Linked DNA regions of Canis lupus: region 2 is linked to region 1. A link is a contact called in public Hi-C data. All regions are on one chromosome and are shown on one strand. Each heading gives the region's core, a stretch centred on a gene start, on an enhancer-like site or on the middle of the called end of the contact. The rest is flanking DNA. Distances are from core to core; before and after follow the strand shown. Region 1 overlaps ARID5B (AT-rich interactive domain-containing protein 5B). Region 2 overlaps ARID5B (AT-rich interactive domain-containing protein 5B).

What was found. A called contact is a pair of places that touch in the nucleus more often than the background predicts.
Region 2: a Hi-C map of blood shows a contact between it and region 1, with 1.8 times the contacts expected there. The contact joins two enhancer-like sites. A contact is called at or near these places in 2 of 9 Hi-C or Micro-C datasets (both in blood).

The regions. Positions count from the first base shown.
Region 1 is chr4:14,688,627-14,692,692 of UU_Cfam_GSD_1.0, reverse strand. It overlaps ARID5B (AT-rich interactive domain-containing protein 5B), which reads right to left. Exons shown (of 10, transcript XM_038534033.1): 3 at 2,895-3,120. Among named protein-coding and RNA genes, the nearest start is that of ARID5B, 32 kb to the right of the region's middle. Within about 2 kb of position 1,997, at least 5 of the 20 cell types and tissues checked have an H3K27ac peak or open chromatin away from gene starts, as enhancers often do. A contact at or near this core is called in blood, where this site is marked.
Region 2 is chr4:14,736,446-14,740,511 of UU_Cfam_GSD_1.0, reverse strand. The region is part of intron 3 of ARID5B (AT-rich interactive domain-containing protein 5B); the gene reads right to left. Among named protein-coding and RNA genes, the nearest start is that of ARID5B, 80 kb to the right of the region's middle. Within about 2 kb of position 2,366, at least 4 of the 20 cell types and tissues checked have an H3K27ac peak or open chromatin away from gene starts, as enhancers often do. A contact at or near this core is called in blood, where this site is marked.

The DNA.
Region 1 (4,066 bases), core at 748-3,247:
ATTGTCCTTGAAGGGGAAGAGAATTAAAAAAAAAAAAAAGAGCTGTGCTTCGAATCAGAGCAGTTATTGGAAGCTGCCATTTGGGGCAGAGTTTCTCTTTGCGGAGTATTAATTTGCTGGCAGACACACATTTGTGAGAACATTCTTGTTTTTTTACTCTTCAGAGAGAGACAGGAAGTGACACAAACTGGGATTAAAGGGAACTTATTCTACCTAAACATTGAGCAAGAAGAGTTCTTTAATTAGCTTTTAGATGGTAAAATCCCTTCTCTAAGAGTCAACTTAATTATTTTGTCGCTATTGATGTTTTAACGTGATGAAATCCTTCGGTTAAAAACATAACGTATCGGAGTTTTATTTTAGCCACAAGAAAGGTGAGATCTTTCCATTCTTTGCTTACTTCCACCAGAAAAAAAAAGAGGGGGGTCTTAAATAATCTCAGAGTTCATCTTCTTTCTTTGGTAAGAACAATGAGGAGTTGGAAGTGTTCTACAGAAGGAAAAACCTAATAAGTGTGTGAACTTCCATTAACAATGTGGTATTGGAAGTGGTTTCAGTGTGGCCCAGAGAGAGAGAGATAAGAAAACCACTGTGTAGAAAGAAAAGTGCAGACAACAAATATTTTGATGTTGCAGACAAAAAGGAAGAGGTTGAAGAGAAAGTTGCTAGGACAGGAATGTGTACAGCAAGTGACACCCCCTGTCTCCCCAATATATACATCCTAACAATGTAGGCTTGTGAACCTTAGATCAAGCAGATAATGGAAACTCATTACATTAAGGAAAGTTTTTGTTTCTCTTTCCACATTATTACAACACAGTGTGCATTCCAATTACAAAAGCTATTTGTCTCAAATTCCCCACAGTTCATACCAACTGAGTAGAATTTCAAGGCCCCAAATTCTATCCTTAAAGGGGTATTTTACATTAAAAAAAAAAAAAAGAAGGAAAAAGTAACATGGTGTTTCTTGTTCACCAGAGGAGAGCCTCCCCATCAAATCTCCTGTTGATTATTTTCCCTTTCTCAGCACTAATTGTATTGCTGTTTCCCAAATGAGACTGAAAAAAAAATTCAGAATCACCTAGGAAGTCTTTTTTTCAGGCCACATTCCTTGGCCTTGCCTTAATCCTACTGGATGAACAATCTGGGGAAGCTGGACTTAGCAATCAGTATTATTTTTAAAATTCCCCTAGTGAGTCTACCAAACACTAGGTTTAAAAACCACTAAGTACTTTGAATATTCACTATAAATCAATTTCTTCTGAAATTAATTATTAAAAAGTACATCATGGACTTTTTTTTAGAATTCAGTAAGATCAAACCCTCTAAATCTTTTGCTAGAATTAAGAGATTGAGTTTCTTTTCAGATTCATTAATAAACTATCAATTTTAAACAGAAAACAAGTCTGCTATAAATACTCTTGTTTATATGTGTGACATCAAGCTTAACCATCTACACATCCTTTTGTCCCCCGTGGGTTTCCTGTTTAGTTTTTTATTAGTAACAGTATATTCCATAACTAAAAAAAAAAATCAAACAAACAAAAGAAATGTTTAAATGTTAGGGAGAACATAAGACAATAGCAATACAACTTAGAGCAAACATTAGAAAAGTAATACAACACATGTATTATCCAGCATTATCACACATCAAGAGACTAGTCATTGTGTGTTCATGAAATTGGGGAATATAACAGCATATATAGGAAATTTAGTAAAAAAAAAAAAAATTGGGGGCTTTAAAATAAAACACCAGATTAATAATTTTCTTCAAAAGTCAGGCTGCCATGTCCAAAATATTACCGCCTGACATTTACCAAAAGATGACAGGAAACTGTTAGTCGTTGACTCAAATTGCAAGAAAATATTAATATGATTCCCAATGCACAGTACAGCTCATCACAAATCAGAATCACAGGAAAGACAGTTACTGCTGTTATGCAGTCTCTTTATGCCAATTAAGTAAAGAGTCTGGGTTTGTTGTAATAGTTAAATCCTAGGCTAAAGAAAACAGGAAGTTGTCACATTAAGGCATAAAATAGGGCTATGAAAATCAGCATTGTGCTAGAATGAAAGAAAAAGATGCCTTAATATGTTAAAAGTGAAGTTCCTCTTTGCCTAAAGAGGAAATAACTAGTCTAACTCAGAGGTCAACAACTTTGGTGTTAAGCAACGCTAGGAGAGTAAGTCAGTGAGCACCACAGGGAGATACAAATAGACGGGAGAGGATAAAAGAAATGGCCACAGAAAGCCTCTGGAGAAGAACGTGTTAAGAAAAAGCAAAAGAATTCATCAGGAAGCCCCTTGTATACGCCAGTCATCACTGTGGTAAACTAAACCCTTTATATCTTAAATTTCAGTGACGCAGTAAAGTCCCCATCTTTTCCAGATGGGGAAACTGAGACTAGGAGGCGAAACAATTTGACATTGCTCCACACTAAGTAACTCATCTCTCTTCCTCGCTCTGCTTCCCACCCAGCCTTGGTAAACAAACACATGAAATCCTGACATGGTGTTAAGAGATGTCATACTATCTCCTCAGAACAAATATTTAAACTCTTCATTAATTCAATCTCAGGTGCCCTAATTAAGTCTTCTGCCTTGACACCAAATGGGAGCTGCCTAAGGCCATGTGTTGTATCACCTGGTTCCTGGCTCAGGGTCCCACCAGGAGAAGGCCCTGCAATCCGGCAGCCAGCATCCATCCCTTACATACCCCAACAATCCATCCATACATATTCCCAAGACCCTCTGAAGTCAAATAAATTTTATGTCTATATAAAATTATATATATGACAGGGTTTCCAGAAAGGCCTACAACCAGAAAAAAAAAAAAAGTAGGTTACTACTGTCTACACCCACACATGAGATTTGGAAGTACAAATTATATTTACCAAGGTCAGCCTTTTCCTTGAGAACGTCTTTGAAGTTGAGTCCACTGTTGAGTGTTGACTGCCTATACTTCAGCAAAGCTTCCTTCTGTCCATTCCTCCCCAAGGCCGTGGTCTTCACGGCCCCAGCCTGGAGGCCACATCTCCACTTGGAGAAATCAGAGTGTACCCACTTGACCAGGTCTTCAAGCTTCACGATTACCTTTTCAGAAACAGCAATGACTTCATCCTGCAAGAAGTGGTCAGGGAAGAACAAAACATTATTTGTGGTTGTAGGGCAAATGAGAAATGTTCAACAAAGCTCCTCTGAGATACTATTTGAGTGGTTCAACCTTATGCATGAAGACAATGTGCTTTTTGGTGACAAGAGAATCTTCAATAACTCACTTCAGTGGTTTTTCACTGCTAGCTGCCTAGTTGAAAAATAATTTAGAAGATCTACTTGTAATATGATTAGAAAGTGTTCCCCAAATTGGGTAGTGATTCTGATAGCCATTTTTAATGCCAGTTGCCAAAGCCCACTCTGCCTGTCTGACCACTTACTCCGGTGAAAGCTAATTTTTAGGTGCAGTTAATTGCAAAAGTAAAAAGTGAGAACTAGGTGACTAATGGTTAGCCTGTCTCTATATAAATGGTCTAAGTAATCTGGGATTCTTGGAACTCTGACTCACCCCCAAATTCCTATGTTTATGGTACATTTTCCCTTGGCTTATACACAAATATTGAATTTAACTTTTGTCCTAAAAATTAAATAAAACTGTGATGTAATCCCAAAAGAAATACTTCATAAATGTTATGTGCTTCCCACTGAAAGAAACTTACACATTCTCATGTTTCTTAAAAACTTTGTAAGCTGAGAAATGAACTGATTTTTTTCTTTTAATACATATGGGTAAGAGGAGAGAGGGTGAGCAAAGAGAAAGTCTTTGAATCTAAGAAAAGTAGTTGAAACTTAAGTTTCTCGTATGGATCATAAATTTGAATTTTAAGCATCTCTAATTGCTTCCAGGGAACAACCAACTTCTCTGACTCAGAATTAATCCAGCAAGATATTTAATAGATATCCATCCATGGAGTGAAGGAGGGCCTCTCTTACTGAAGATTCTTTGGAAAAGGCTTAAGAAGATCATCTCACTGGGTTTTAAGTTAAATTATTTGAAGCATTTGACATTTCA
Region 2 (4,066 bases), core at 1,117-3,616, 47 kb before region 1:
ATTTTCTTTCAACCACACCCACATTGGAAAAGAAATCAAAGTATTACCCCAAGGAATCGTACTCTAACACATTCTAGTCAGCTGTAGTTGGTTGGGTTATATAGGCATTACTTGATTTCTGTCAAAAGAAAATGATCAGCAATAAATTGTTGCTAGCAAAGACTGAAATTTTTAAGCCATATTATGATACACTATTAAAATGTCATCCCATTCCTCAATTCCCTCTCCACCAAAAAAGAAAAAAAAACTGAATATGCCTATTTTTAAATGAAATATTCAAAGGGAATAAGAGACCCAAAATTACTAAACCTCATTTCAACTTCAATGAGAAGAATTTTGCCTATTAAAAGTTAATACCTAAAGTACACTGCTTGTAATGCTCAACCAAAATTACCCTAATCCTGTGCTTATATCATAATTACACGTTTTGTTAACCTCTCTCAATGTCAATTTTTCACTTATTTATATATTTTCAAAGTCCAAAACAGAATTCCACAGAGAAACTGTAATTATAACGTGAGACTCCACCCAAGCTTTTCAAACAGTAACTGTATACCATTGCTTTAATCCTCAGAGTTGGGCTGGGAATGGGGAAGGGGTGGAGGGGGAGAGGGTAAGAGCAGGCATTCATTCTGAATAGCACGTTGCTCAAGTTGTCTTTATACAAAGAGAGATGCATGAAATAGCAAACACAATGAATTAATGGAGCATTGACTTTCAAATATCCATAATGCTATTTTTTTTAAAAATAGATAATGGTGACCAAACGCACAGGAGGCTGAAAACATAAATTCCGGAGGAGAAATTTGCTTTTATCTTTCACACAACATTTAGAAATGTAACTTTCTTTTTCATTCTGGGGGGTGAGGGGGAAAGGGAAGGCTTGTTGCGGAAACATCACACTATTATGCTTACTGAAAACCACTATAATCTACTTCTAAAATCAGTAAGCTTAAAAAAAAAAAAAAAACCTTAAAAAAAAATCTTTGCACTAGGATTTTATAGAGCCTGGTGGAAAAAGTATGCATGTTCCTTCCTGCACCTAATTACCTCAACTGAAAAATCTGCCAAGTATTTTGCCCTTTAGTTCTCTTAATCGTATTAGGGCAAATGCATTTGGATGCCAATAGAAACAAACATTTAAAGATTTTCACTTAAAAGATTCCAAATATGTATGAAGGCTATGCTTGAGACACAAAGTCCCCAGTCCTTCAAAGACGACATACAGTGTTCTTTTTTTTTCCCCAAGCAAATATGAATTTGCTCATGTTATAAAACTTGATGTCTAGTTTTGAGACAATTTAAGTAAAATAATGTCAATACGAGAGGCTCTTACAATGATTTATGCTTCTTTCTGTTACTTTATTACATTAGGCATTCCTTTCTCAAAGCTTTCTACTTTTCACCGTGCTCCTAGCAACCAACCAACGGCGAAGCATCAACTTTATGTACCTGGCATGAGTCCAATTCTTACTGCTATTGACAATTATACTGAAGTTTCCATTTAATTGCTGCTCTGTTGTGACACTGAATATTTGTCATAATTAGGCATTTCCTATTTTCTGTCCATTCGCTTTTGATTATTACTGAAAAGGAATTTTTTTTTTTCATTTCAGAAAACCTAAGCATGAAAATTCTACAGATAAGAGCAGCTACAGCTGTTACTATCATTACCAACATTGTAACACGCAGAAAAAAAAAAAGGGGGGGGGGGGAGAGAGAGAAAGAAAAAAGAGAGAGAGAATATAATTTCTCGGAAGGTGATTTTCTTTTCAGTCTAAGTGCTCTTATTCATCTCACAGTTACTCAATGATTTCCTGTTCTAATTACAGGACATTATACAGAAAGATATTTGTAAAAGCAAAATGCAGCAGTGCCTATGACTACATAGCTTGGATGGGTAGAAAGTGTTTCAGATTCCAAAGTTGTACATCAACTTTATCAATTCCTGATCGCAAGTTGGTGTGAGTGTGTAACGCATCACGCCATATTTCTACATCTCTCCTCAGGCAGTAGGTACCCTTGGTACCAGGGGTAAATACACATCAAAGGGGAAAACACATTTGCAGTTAACTGATGTTGCAGAGTTGGGTGGGGGAAGATGGGTCGTCAGTTGTTATTTTTTTTCCCCCTCATCAAAGCTGTTAAATTGGAGGCATGCCAAGACAAGGAGTGGAAAATATTAATAATAAAAATAAATTAAATGCCTGATTAAAAGGGAGAGAGAACAAGATTCCATCCGGAATAGAAATGAAAATGCCACAAACTATTTCATAAAAACATACTGTGACGTCAATGACACATCAGTATTGCACTGTTGTGGTTATTTTGAGAAATGGTTTGTACTGTAAGTCAGCTGGTACTGCCCCACCCGTGATGATTTTGTAATTCTCTACACAGTAAGCAAATGGGGGCAGCCCTGAGATTGCTAAGACGGAAAACAGACCTAGCCATAGAGAGCTGGCAATAAAAAGATAATGTACTTTTAACATAACAGAACAAGAAGATTGGCTTTATTAACTAAAAAAACGACTTTAAATGGTCCCCAGCTTGCCATTTGTTTTGATAAATGGAAAGACAGATCTTCCCAGGATAGGCCACGAAAACATCACTGGAGAACTTATAAAAAAGAAAATGTGGGAAAATCTCTCTGTGCATGGTTGTAAACAGAACAAAGAATATTTCAAATGCAAAATCGGGGCTTTTAACTAGCTGTTTCCCAAAGCCAGCCACTTCAAATTACATGGACACACAAATATAAAAATATGTATTAGTACGTTCATATTGGCTCTTGCCCTGACTGTTGCTTCCTCACTCCAAAAGGAAAACAATACCAGGCTAAACTAAAACCAAACACTGCCATCTCTCTGAGTAACAAACGAACCCCCTGGGAAGCAAGCCAGCTCAATCTCCAAGGTTCTCCCAAGTGGTCACTGAATCCTAAGCCACATTCAGGAGCCACTCTAGATTTCATTCTGAGAATTCTGCATCTACTTCCATATGGCTCATGTCAGCTGAATGTGAGTGCTGCACGTGACTGTGGCTAGGCAATAAGTGTCTCTACTCCTGAGACCACATGGCCAGACTGCCAAGTGGGTAACGGGGTGACCACGGTTGGAGTGGGATTCTAAGAAGCCTGACCTACCTTAACCTGCCTCCCCTTCACAAATTGTTAGGCTATAGTTAGCCATTCTCTTTATTCATTAGGATAAATGATTTTCAGTATCAGAAGAAGAAAATATAAAGAATCTATGAGAACGCCAGGGAGCCAGGGCTTAGACAAAATTCCTCCTACTCTAAAAACCGTGGCAAAAGTTTTCTCAGAGATTAACTCACACCTTTATTTATTTATTAGTGGGCCAGGTAAGGCTGTTACGGTGGATTTGAACTTCATTAAACTCAACTTTGTCTTGACTTCAAGGAATGAGAACTATGATCCAGTCAGCCCCTATGGTTGCCACGACAATTGAAAGGCAAAAAAACCTGACCTCATTAGTCCAACTGGCTTTAAAAATCATAATAATTTCTGCCATCTTTATATATATAGAACATATATATGTTCTATATATATATATGTTTCCTTTTCATATATATAGAATATATATATATTCTATATATATGGCTTTTTATTTTCAAGTTGCATCTTACACGTGCCATCAGTGCAAGAACCACAATCCTACTATGCAACATCTGTATAAACCCTTTACATTTGAGAGACCTTTAAGCTCCCACACTCATGACTAACCTCCATTAAGGGGTGATACAGGACAGATCAATAGCAGAATAATTAACTTCCTCACATCAATGTCTCAGCATGTAAGATCCAAATGTGTGCCTTACACCAAATGACTAATCACTATTTGCCATGACTTTTCACGAACACTGATCATGCTAAGTCTCATAAATTCCAAAGTGGTTAATATTAGGGGAAAACAAAAACAAATGTGTATGGAGAACTAAACACCAAAAGAGTGTAGAACTGACTAGTACGGATTACTCAATGCCTAGCATTTTGGAGACATTTTATACATGTACACATACATACACACACATATACATACGTGTG